Regions from separate parts of the Macaca mulatta genome. Here region 1 is linked to region 2. A link is a contact called in public Hi-C data. All regions are on one chromosome and are shown on one strand. Each heading gives the region's core, a stretch centred on a gene start, on an enhancer-like site or on the middle of the called end of the contact. The rest is flanking DNA. Distances are from core to core; before and after follow the strand shown.

Region 1 (5,445 bases), core at 2,103-4,602, 110 kb before region 2:
CTCCCAAATAGCTGGGACCATAGGTGTGCACCACCATGCCCCGCTAAGTTTTTTAGTTTTTGTATAGATGGGAGTCTCAATATGTTGCCCAGACTGGTCTCGAACTCCTCCTCAACCGATCCTCCCACCTCAGCCTCCCAAGTAGCTGAGATTACAGGCACATGCCACCACATCAGGCTCTAATGTGAATTTTAAAATCTGGTCTCCACACACAATAGAATGCTATTCAGCCTTTAAAAAGTAAGAAACCCTGTCATTTGCAATCACATGAATAAATCTTTATAACATTATATCTAAGTGAAATAAGCCTAAGACAGAAAGACTAATATTGGATGATCTCACTTACATGCGGAATCTAAAAAGTCGACCTAATCTGAAAACATCCAAAGAAGTAGAAAGGGCCAGGCCCGGTGGCTCACACATGTAATCCTAACATTTTGGGAGGCTGAGGTGGGTGGATCACCTGAGGTCAGGAGTTCAAGACCGGCCTGGCCAACATGGTGAAACCCTGTCTCTACTAAAAATACAAAAATTAGCCAGGCATGGTGGCGGGCACCTGTAATCCCAGCTACTCGGGAAGCCAAGGCAGGAGAATTGCTTGAACTTGGGAGGCAGAGGTTATGGTGAGCCAAAATGGTGCCATTGCACTCCAGCCCAGGCGACAGAGCAAGACTCCCTCTCAAAAAAAAGAAAATAAATAAAAAGTAGAATGGTAGTTGCCAGAGGCTGTGGAAAAGCTGTTCAAAGCACACAATGTTTCAGTTACACAGGAGGAATAAGTGCAAGAGATGTATTGTACAACATGGTGACTACATTAATAACAATATATTGTACTTCTTTTGGTAAAGGCAGGGTCTCACTCTGTCCTGGCTCAGGCTAGAGTGCAGTGGCATGATCATAGCTCACTGCAGCCTCAGTCTCCTGAACTCAACCATCCTCCTCTGCCTCAACCCCCCGGTAGCTGGAACTACAGGCACCCACCACTATACCCAACTAATTTTTAATTTTTTGTACAGATGGGGTCTCACTATGTTGCCCAGGCTGGTCTCGAACTCCTGGGCTCAAGCAATCCTACCACCTCAGCCCCTCAAAGCACTAGGATTATAGGTGTGAGCCACCCTGCCCAGTCTGTATTCTTTTTTTTTTTTTTTCCCCCTCCCCGAGACAGAGTCTTGCTCTGTCCCAGGCTGGAGCATAGTGCTGTGATCTCGGCTCACTGCAACCTCTGCCTCCAGGGTTCAAGCAATTCTCCTGCATCAGCCTCCTGAGTAGCTGGGATTACAGGTGACCACCACTGCGCTTGGCTAATTTTTGTATTTTTAGTAGCGATGGGGTTTCACCATGTTGGCCAGGCTGGTCTCAAACTCATGACCTCGTGATCCACCTGCCTTGGCCTCCCAAAGTGCTGGGATTACAGGTGTGATTTCTTTTTTTTTTCTAGACGGATTCTTGCTCTGTCACCCAGTCTGGAGTGCAGCGGTGCCATCTCGGCTCACTGCAACCTCCACCTCCTGGGTTCAAGTGATTCTCCTGCCTCAGCCTCCTGAGTACCAGCCTGTATTTTTGAAAATTGGCTGGGAGTAGATTTTGAGTATTCCCACCACAATAAAATAAGTATGTGAGTAATTGAATAATGTATATGTTAATTAGCTCAATTTAGCCATTTGATAATGTGTGTGTCTCTCTCTATATATATATTTCCTTTTTTTTTTTTTTTTTTGAGACAGAGTCTCACTCTGTCACCCAGGCTGGAGTGCAATGGCGCCATCTTAGCTCACTGCAACCTTCGCCTCCTGGGTTCAAGCAATTCTCATGCCTCAGCCTCCCGAGTAGCTGTGACTACAGTCATGGGCCACCACACCCAGCTAATTTTTTGTATTTTTAGTAGAGACAGGCCTTGCTATGTTGCCCTGATTTGTCTCAAACTCCTGACCTCAAGTGATCTGCCCACCTCAGCCTTCTAAAGTGCTGGGACGGATTACAGACGTGAGCCACTGCACCCAGTCAATATCTATATATTTCAGAACATCATGATGACCGCCATGAATATATACCATTTTTATGTGTCAATTTCAAAAAATAAATAAATAAATAAATAAATAAAAACAAAACCTTTTTTATTTTTCAACTTTTAAATAAAAACTTGCTAGCATGTTACTCCACTTTATTTTTCTCCATGGAGCTAATCTCTAAGTAAACTCCAGCTGAAGCCACATCCTCACCCAGCTCTTTCCTCTGCCCCTTCCTGCTGCCTGTGGCCAGCATGGCCAAGGCAGGAAGGGAGATGCATTGTGGTTATCCCCGTGCCTGAGGTCTCTGATGTTGGTTGTGCTTTTGCTGGGTGGACTGGAGGCAAGGAAAGTGAAGATACTTACGATGACTTGAAATCAGCTGTGGTCCAGGTGCGGTGGCCCACACTTGTAATCCCAGAATTTCAGGAGGCAGAGGCAGGCAGATGATCTGAGGCCAGGAGTTCAAGACTAGCCTGGCCAACATGACAAAACCCCATCTCTGCTAAAAATACAAAAGTTAGCTGGGTGTGGTGGTGGGCACCGGTAATCCCAGCTACTCAGACAGGGAGAATTGCTGGAACCCAGGAGTTGGAGGTTGCAGTGAGCTGAGAGTGTGCCACTGCGTTCCAGCCTGGGCAACAGAGCAAGACTCCGTCAAAAAAATAAGGAAGGAAGGAAGGAAGGAAGGAAGGAAGGAAGGAAGGAAGGAAGGAAGGAAGAAGGAGAGAGAAAAAAGAAATCAGGTGTGGTGAGACTGTTTACACCATAGGAATGGGCACATGATATGCGAATATCCACTGTTTGAATCATCCCCACTCTGGCCAGGCACGGTGGCTCACACCTGTAATCCTAGCACTTTGGAAAGCCAAGGCCGGTGGATCACCTGAGGTCAGGAGTTCGAGACCAGCCTGGCCAACATGGTGAAACCCCCTCGCTACTCAAAAGAAAATACAAAAATTAGTTGGGCGTGGTGGAGGACTTTTTAGTACCAGCTACTCGGGAGGCTGAGGGAGGAGAATCACTTGAACCCGGGAGGTGGAGGTTGCAGTGAGCCAAGATCACACCATTGCACTTCAGCCTGGGCGACAGAGCGAGGCTCTGCCTCAAAAATAAATAAATAAATAAATAAGTCACCCCCCACACCACGGCTCCCCAAATCCTGCAGCTTAGAGCTCAAACATCCAAGCCTGACTTCTGAGGCCCCCTAACAGCCTTGTCTTTGGAAACAGTCTAATCAGAGTTTGAGACACTGAAGCCAAATCACCGAAGGCCACCAGAGGGCAGTACATAGCTTCAAATTGGTGCTGTGCCGTTACAACGGGCAAGATACGGGGAACTTGGTTCCGCGGGGCAAACGCCAGGGCAACGCGGAAGTATTGGCTGCCTAAGGACAAGTCCCGCCTTGCGTGAATGGTACCCATGAAATATGACGGCTTCCTGTGTGAAAATCTGCCCCCCGCCTAACTTCATTGCCTGGAATTCCACCATTAAGGAGTCATTCCTTTGGATAAAAAATGTTCCTCTGAAAAAAAAAAAAAGTTCTTCTGGGCCGGGTGCGGTGGCTCACACCTGTAATCCCAACACTTTGGGAGGCTGAGGTGGGAGGATGACTTGGGGCCAGGAGTTCGAGACCAGCCTGGACAACATAGCAAGACCCCGTATCTAAAAAAAAAAAAAAATTTAATTAGCTGGGCATGGTGGCGTGCGTCTGTAGTCCCAGCTGCTCAGGATGCTAAGGGTGAGAGGATCACTTGAACTCAGGAGTCTAAGGATGCCATGAATTATGATTTCACCAATGTACCCCAGCCTGGACAACATAGCAAGACCCTGTCTCTTAAAAAAGATGAAAGAAAGAAAGAGGGTGCTTCTTTTTTTTGGATGGAGTTAAGCTCTTGTTGCCCAGGCTGGAGTGCAGTGGTGCAATCAAGGCTCACTGCAAGCTCCGCCTCCCAGGTTCACGCCATTCTCCTGCCTCAGTCTCCCAAGTAGCTGGGACTACAGGCATCTGCCACCACGCCTGGCTAATTTTTTTATTTTTAGTAGAGATGGGGTTTCGCCATGTTAGCAGGATGATCTTGATCTCCTGACCTCGTGATCCACCTGCCTCAGCCTCCCAAAGTGCTGGGATTACAGGTGTGAGCCACCGCGCCCAGTCAGCAAGTAGTTTTTGACTGTCTGGGTCTATGTCCATCTGTGCATCTGCTTACCAAGAATGTAGGGTCATGGGGAGGGAATCTTTGTCTGTGAATCTCTGCAGTGTGTGCTTGTTTGTGTGTTATCTCCGGGGCTGTCTTCTTTATAAACATCTATGTATCTGTTTTGGCCAGTTGCACATGTAGGTATTTCTATGAGGACCTTTGTGTACAGTGTGTATGTGTGTTTGTCTGTCTGTCTTAGGGGTTGAATTGCTGCACCCCCTCCTCAAATTCACATATTGAAATCCTAATCCCCAGGACCTCAGAATGTGACCTTATTTGGAAACAGAGTCTTTACAGATGGAGTTAGTTAAGGATCTTGAGCTGAAATCATGCTGGATTTAGGGTAGATCCTAAATATAATGACAATGTCTTTATAAGACAGGAGAAGGAGATTTGGACACAGAGGAGCTGTCCATATGAAGACAGAGGCAGAGATCGGGGCGATGTGTCTGCAAGGCAAGGAACACTGGAGATTGCCCGCCACCACCGGAAGCTGGAACAGGCAAGAAGAGATCCTCCCTGGAGCCATTAGGGCGAGTGTGGCCCTGCCTACACCTTGATCTTAGACTTCTGGCCTCCAGAACTGGGAGAGAATCCATTTCTGTTGTTTCAGACACTTTGGTGGTGGTGGTTTGGTATGGCAGCCCTAGACAGCCAATACAGCGCCTGCGTGTGTGCACATGTGTGCCATGCACGTGGGTCTAGCAAGCTAATACAGTGTGTGCACACAGGTGCATGTGTGTGTGCACACACGTGTGTGTATGCGTGTGCCACGCTTGTGGGTACAGCAAACTAATAATAGTGTCTGTGTGTGTGCACAAATGTTTGTGTATGTGTGTGCATGTGTTCCCTCTTTCTTCGTGGTCCCCCAGGGACACATAAGAAGGGAAATCTTGCATCAGGCCTCACCTGGGCTTCATCCGACTCCCAACAACCCTTTCTTTTCTTTTTCTTTTTCGTTTTCCTTTTTTTTTTTTTTTTTTTTTGAGATGGGGTCTTGCTCTGTCATCCAGGCTGGAGTGCAGTGATGCAATCTCAGCTCACTACAACCTCCCCCTCCTGGGTTCAAGTGATTCTCCTGCCACAGCCTCCTGAGTAGCTGGGATTACAGGTGCACGCCACCAAGCCCGGCTAATTATATATATATATGTGTATGTGCGTGTGTGTGTGTGTATATATATATATATATATATATATATATATATATATATATATATTTTTTTTTTTTTTTTTTT
Region 2 (5,576 bases), core at 756-3,255:
GAGGGGCAAAAACAAAGAATTCAAATTTAAAATGTAGTATTCAGAATTCATAGGGTCAGGCAAGGTGGCTCATGCCTGTGATCCCAGCACTTTGGGAGGCCAAGGAGGGAGGCTTGCTTGAGACTAGGAATTCCACACCAGTCCACCAGTCTGGGCAACTGAGTGAGATCCCATCTCTATAAAATAAAATAAAAATTTTTTAAAAAGAATTTACAGAACAATAGAGATGCCAAAGTTTTCCAACCATGTGTAAGCATGTTAGCATTTCTACTGTTGAGGTTGTTGAAATTCAAAACTGCCCCTGGATAGGTTGGGGTACCCCATTATTGGAATGAGTGGATGGATCAGGTGGGTAGTAGCCCATGAAGCTCTCACCCCCGCCCATTCAGCAATCTTCTCTGTGTATTCCCATTGACCCCTCTTGTATGATCTCCAGAAGCCTTCGCCACGCCCGTATCTGCCTTGCCCCGAACGGGCAGTGACCCCGTGTTGCTGAAGGCCCCTGCTCCCCTGGGAACTGTTGCCAACAGTCTCAGAGCCTCCGATGGGCAGCTTCAAGCCAAGGCACCAGCGAAGCCTCCCCGGACACCCTCCTTCGAACTTCCTGATGCCTCTGAACGTCCCCCAACGTACTGCGAGCTGGTGCCCCGAGTACCCTGTGTCCAGGGAACATCCCTGAGCCAAAGCTGCCCAGAGCCAGAGGCCCCATGGTGGGAGGCCGAGGAGGATGAGGAGGAAGAGAACAGATGTTTTACAAGACCACAGGCTGAGATCTCTTTCTGCCCCCCTGATACCCCCTCCTGCCTCCTGGGCCCCCAGAATCGGCCCCTGGAACCCCAAGTCCTGCATACTCTCCGTGGCCTGTTCCTGGAACACCATCCTGGGAGCACTGCCCTTCACTTGCTATTGGTAGACTGCCAGGTGGGTCACCTGCTGAGATGCTCCTCCCCAGGCCCAGGGCAAGACCCCACCATACCTACATAATCACACTTCACCTGACTTCCCCATTCCCTTCTGCAGGCCACAGGCCTCCTGGGAGTGACCAGGGTTCAGCGGGACAACATGGGGGTCTCATCTGGCCTGGAGCTGCTCACTCTTCCCCATGGATGTCGCTTGAGGTTGGAACTGCTAGAGAGGTGAGCCAGCCGCTTGGAATCTTGGCTGGGGAAGGCCAATTCCCCCCGACTTCCGAAAGTCTCCAAACAGCTCCCCACTCATGGTTCCTCAGGGAAGAAGGGAGATGGGGCAATGCCACATCCTATCCCCCCTCACCCCTGCATTACAAACCTCCCCACTGCCCCCAGACCCTTGCCCTCCGCTTCTGCAGGCATGAGACACTGGCGCTGGCCGGGGCACTGGCAGTGCTGGGCTGCTCGGGGCCGCTGGAGGAGCGCGCAGCCGCACTGAGGGGCCTGGTAGAGCTGGCGCTGGCGCTGCGGCCAGGGGCAGCGGGGGACCTGCCCGGGCTGGCTGCGGTCATGGGCGCCCTGCTCATGCCCCAGGTTCGTGCGGAGCAGGGAGTGGAGGAAGCTGGAGTGCGGGTGAGTGGGAAGACAGGAGAGGAGGCATGCGCAGGTCTCTTCTCCCAGGTGTCCCGGTTGGAGCACACGTGGCGCCAGCTCCGAAGGAGCCACACGGAGGCTGCGCTGGCCTTTGAACAGGAGCTGAAGCCGCTGATGCGGGCTCTGGATGAGGGCGCTGGTGAGTGAAGGTCTGGGGCTTGGCATCCTCCGGGGGCCCAGACCAAATTTAACAGAAATCTTAATCTAGTCCTATGCCCTGTTCCTACATCAGTTCTAGGCCCTGCCCTCCACACGGGACTTGTTCCTAGGGCCACGCCCCCTTACCAGCCTTGATCCCAGCCCCTTTCCCTAGGCTCCGCCCCTTCGCCATAGACCCCGCCCCCCATACGGGGCTTGTGATCCTGGCCCCTGTCCACAGACCCCGCTGTCGCTCAATCCTAAGCCCCGCCCTTGCATCTGTCCTAGGTTCCATCTCTGCCCCATGCCCTATCTACAGCCCCAAACCCAGATCAGACCCTCCCCCTCCGCAGGACCCTGCGACCCCGGCGAGGTGGCGCTGCCGCACGTGGCACCCATGGTGCGCCTGCTGGAGGGCGAGGAAGTCGCAGGTCCGCTGGAGGAGAGCTGCGAGCGGCTGTTGCGCACCCTGCACGGGGCGCGTCACATGGCCCGGGACGCACCCAAATTCCGCAAGGTGGCAGCCCAGCGCCTGCGAGGTGAGCGTTCCCTCTGCTCTGTACTGCAGACTTCAGATCCGGCAAGCTCTGGCCGGACCCCCAAACCCAACCTGTCCCAGGAAGGGAGCCTCTCGCCACGCCTCCCGGAGCCCCACCCGAACTGGGACGTCTCCACTCCAGGAAGGTTCTCACCCCAAGCAAACGCTGCTTCCAGCGGTATTGATAGGAACAGGGCCGTCTACCTCAAAGCGGGCTGTCCTGCCCCCAGAGCCACCTCCGCGGGTCCCCACTCCCCCTTCCCACCTAGAACGATCCCGCACCCCAGGGATCTCGATCTCGAGGAACGCCCTGCTCCCTCCAAACGATTCCTCCCTCCAAACGATTCCTCCCTCCTATCCTAGGGCAGCCCAGCCGACAAGATCCCCCACCTTCCCCGACAACCTGGGATCCCGCCACCGGTGCAGCCCCACGTCCAGGCACAGCCCCTAAGGCGGGACCCCCAGGATCTGGCACCTGGAACAGGCCACCCCCTTGCACTCTAGTAGAGCCCCTCAGGCACCCCACCCCCATCCTGCAGAGGGCTGGAAGCCCCCTCCCCTCTGACCCCGCCTAGTCATCTCGCAGGTGGGGCAAGTCCCTCCCGGGCCGCTGTTGGGTCAAAGTCCTCAGGGGAAAGGCAGGTGCGGGAGGTTGGGAGGGGCGAGGCGGGCGCCTGGGCCCCGCCCCCAGCCCACCTGACCTTGTTTCCAGGATTCCGGCCTAACCCAGAGCTGAGGGAGGCCCTGACCACCGGCTTCCTGCGGAGGCTGCTCTGGGGTAGCCGGGGCGCGGGAGCTCCGCGCGCTGAACGCTTTGAGAAGTTCCAGCGCGTCCTCGGCGTCCTGTCACAGCGCCTGGAGCCTGACAGCTGAGAGCGCAGACCCCTTTCTTCACACCCGGGACCCCCAGGTTTTTGAAGACCCCGGAAGAGACCAAAGGAGTCGTCCCAGGCTCCTCACGTCCTCAGGCGGAAACCTGCCCTGTGCCTCACAGCAGAGGTGGGGAGGGCAGTCAGGGTCATCCGGGGCATGGTGAACATGTGACCTGCAGATCTGGCATCAGAGGCCAGAGTTCAAATGTGACTCCGCTTCTTAAAAGCTGTGATTTCTAGCAGATCACTTCACCTCTCTGTGTCTGCCTTTAACAAAATCATGGCTGTGCAGCAGCTCAGGCCTGTAATCTCAGCACTTTGGGAGGCCGAGGCGGAAGGAAGGCTTGAGGCCAGGAGTTCAAGACCAGCCAGGGCAACATGGTGAGACCTCATCTCTACAAAAACTGAAAAATAAAAAACTTTTACAAAATGTAAAAGTTGAGGCTGTGTACTTTCTAAGAATTGTGGCTGGGAATGAGACCGCAGGTGGAGAATGCCTGGCACACAGTAGGTTCTCAATAAGTGCTACCCATTCTCAGAAGCTGCACTGCATTCACAAGGGATGAAACTTGGTGTCCCGGCCGGGCGCGGTAGCTCACACCCATAATCCCAGCACTTTGGGAGGCCGAGGTGGATGGACCACTTGAGGTCAGGAGTTCGAGACCAGCCTGGCCAACATGGCAAAACCCCGCCTCTACAGAAAATACAAAAAATTAGCTGGGCGTGGTGGTGTGCACCTGTAATCCCAGCTACTTGGGAGGCTGAGGCAGAATTGCTTGAACCCGGGCGGTGGAGTCTGCAGTGAGCTGAGATTACGCCACTGCACTCCAGCCTGGGCAACTGCGTAAGGCTGTCTCAAAAAGAAAAAAGAAAAAGAAAAGGAAACTTGGTATCCTTCTCCCTACCTGAGTCCCAAGCAGACACCCACTGACAATGATATAGGCCAACTTCCAGAAGGGGGCAGGGTTGACCCAAGGTGTGCCCAAGATCACCTTCCCGTCCTTGTTCCCTGTGTGGCCTGTAAGAAACGTGGTGTTAGATCCTTCCAGTCCCAGTATCTAAATCCTCTAATAAGGCACCGACTCCAGGAACTTTATGTAATTTCTTTTTTTTTTTTTTTTTTCCCATTTTCGTATAAAACAAAATGGCCGGAGCCGAGCGGCAGGAAGAAAAGATGTAAAACATGAGTATGTACATCAATGGTGGAACGATGGCAGAAGGCACAGCGGGTCCGTCCGGAGTGACAGGTGGAATTGGGTTGGGGATGGAGGGGGCAGCAGGTTACACAGGTCTCAGCCGAAGCCACGGGGTCAGAAATAAAGTGCATAGGTCCTGGGGCCCCCCGTGGCCCAGAAGCAGCAACCGACAGCCCCCCGTCTTCCCGCCTCTGGCAGGGTTCAATTGAGTGTGACTCGCAGGTAGGAGGTGGGCACGTAGCCCTCGCCTCCCTCTTTCCGCCTGACCCGGGTCCAGCCGTCCCCTTTGTCTTCTTCCATAAGACTGAGGTCTTCACCCTCGGCCATAGAGATGGTGCCCTCGCTGGACCCTGTGATGGGGGTGGGGGTGGGCCCAGATCTGCTTTAGGCAAATGTATTATTTTTATTTTTTATTTCTGAGACTGAGTCTCGTTCTGTCGCCCAGGCTGGAGTGCAATGGCGCGATCTCAGCTCCCTGCAACCTCCGCTTCCTGGGTTCAAGGGATTCTCCTGCCTCAGCCTCCTGAGTAGTTGGGATCACAGGCGTGTGCCACCGCACCTGGCTAATGTTTGTATTTTTAGTAGAGATGGGGTTTCAACATGTTCGCCAGACTGGTCTGGAATGCTTGACCTCAAGTGATCTGCCTGCCTCAGCCTCCCAAACTGCTGGGATTACAAGCCTGAGCCACCCGCCCAGCCCTGCTTTAGGCAAATTTAAACTGAACCTAGCTAGAGACACTGCCGCCCATCCCCGCCAAGCCCACTCTGGCCATTCTCACCTTCAAAGTGGTAGATGGCCACACAGTGACCTATGGGCGATGTGGGTTCCTCCTCGAAATCCTCATCAAACTCCGTGTAAATGGGGGTATCCTGGCTCTCTTCTGAGGGAGGCTCTTCAGAGCTGTTTGGGGAGAACTCGGCAGATAAAGACACGCCCCCCTGGGACCCTGGGAACAGACTCACTCTGGCGTCACCCCTCACCTCTCCTTGGTGTCTTGTGATCCGCTGTTGCTGCTGCTGTCTGGTGGGGCGCTAGCAGGGGGGTCGGGAGGCCGGGCGTGCCGGCTCAGGCTGTCTCCCCGGTTGCTAAGGACTCGACTTTCAGCTTCTGCCAGCCACGCCTGGGAGGAGGGGACGGCAAAATCGTGCCAGGGCAGAGCTCTGGGGTCAGCCCACTCTGGACTCAGAGGTTCCCTGACATCACCCACGCACAGCCAAGGCTGTGATGGAAAACAGTTGGAGACCCCCAGCTCCGAACACCTCCCCTATC

Evidence for each region. Hi-C and Micro-C count contacts between places; a contact is called where the count stands out from the background.
Region 1: a contact with region 2 is called in a Hi-C map of blood, with 4 times the contacts expected there. The contact joins two enhancer-like sites. A contact is called at or near these places in 3 of 14 Hi-C or Micro-C datasets (blood, cortical neurons and liver).

Annotation. Positions count from the first base shown.
Region 1 is chr19:7,724,783-7,730,227 of T2T-MMU8v2.0, reverse strand. No RefSeq gene overlaps it. Among named protein-coding and RNA genes, the nearest start is that of ADGRE1, 23 kb to the left of the region's middle. Within about 2 kb of position 3,352, at least 8 of the 40 cell types and tissues checked have an H3K27ac peak or open chromatin away from gene starts, as enhancers often do. A contact at or near this core is called in blood, where this site is marked.
Region 2 is chr19:7,613,005-7,618,580 of T2T-MMU8v2.0, reverse strand. It overlaps SH2D3A (SH2 domain containing 3A), which reads left to right. Exons shown (of 11, transcript XR_013409638.1): 5 at 437-921; 6 at 1,021-1,136; 7 at 1,328-1,502; 8 at 1,590-1,701; 9 at 1,989-2,239; 10 at 2,951-3,237; 11 at 3,354-3,547. TRIP10 (thyroid hormone receptor interactor 10) reads right to left here. Exons shown (of 15, transcript XM_077979625.1): 13 at 5,288-5,427; 14 at 5,086-5,207; 15 at 4,203-4,685. The coding sequence ends at 4,204. Among named protein-coding and RNA genes, the nearest start is that of TRIP10, 14 kb to the right of the region's middle. Within about 2 kb of position 2,005, at least 13 of the 40 cell types and tissues checked have an H3K27ac peak or open chromatin away from gene starts, as enhancers often do. A contact at or near this core is called in blood, where this site is marked.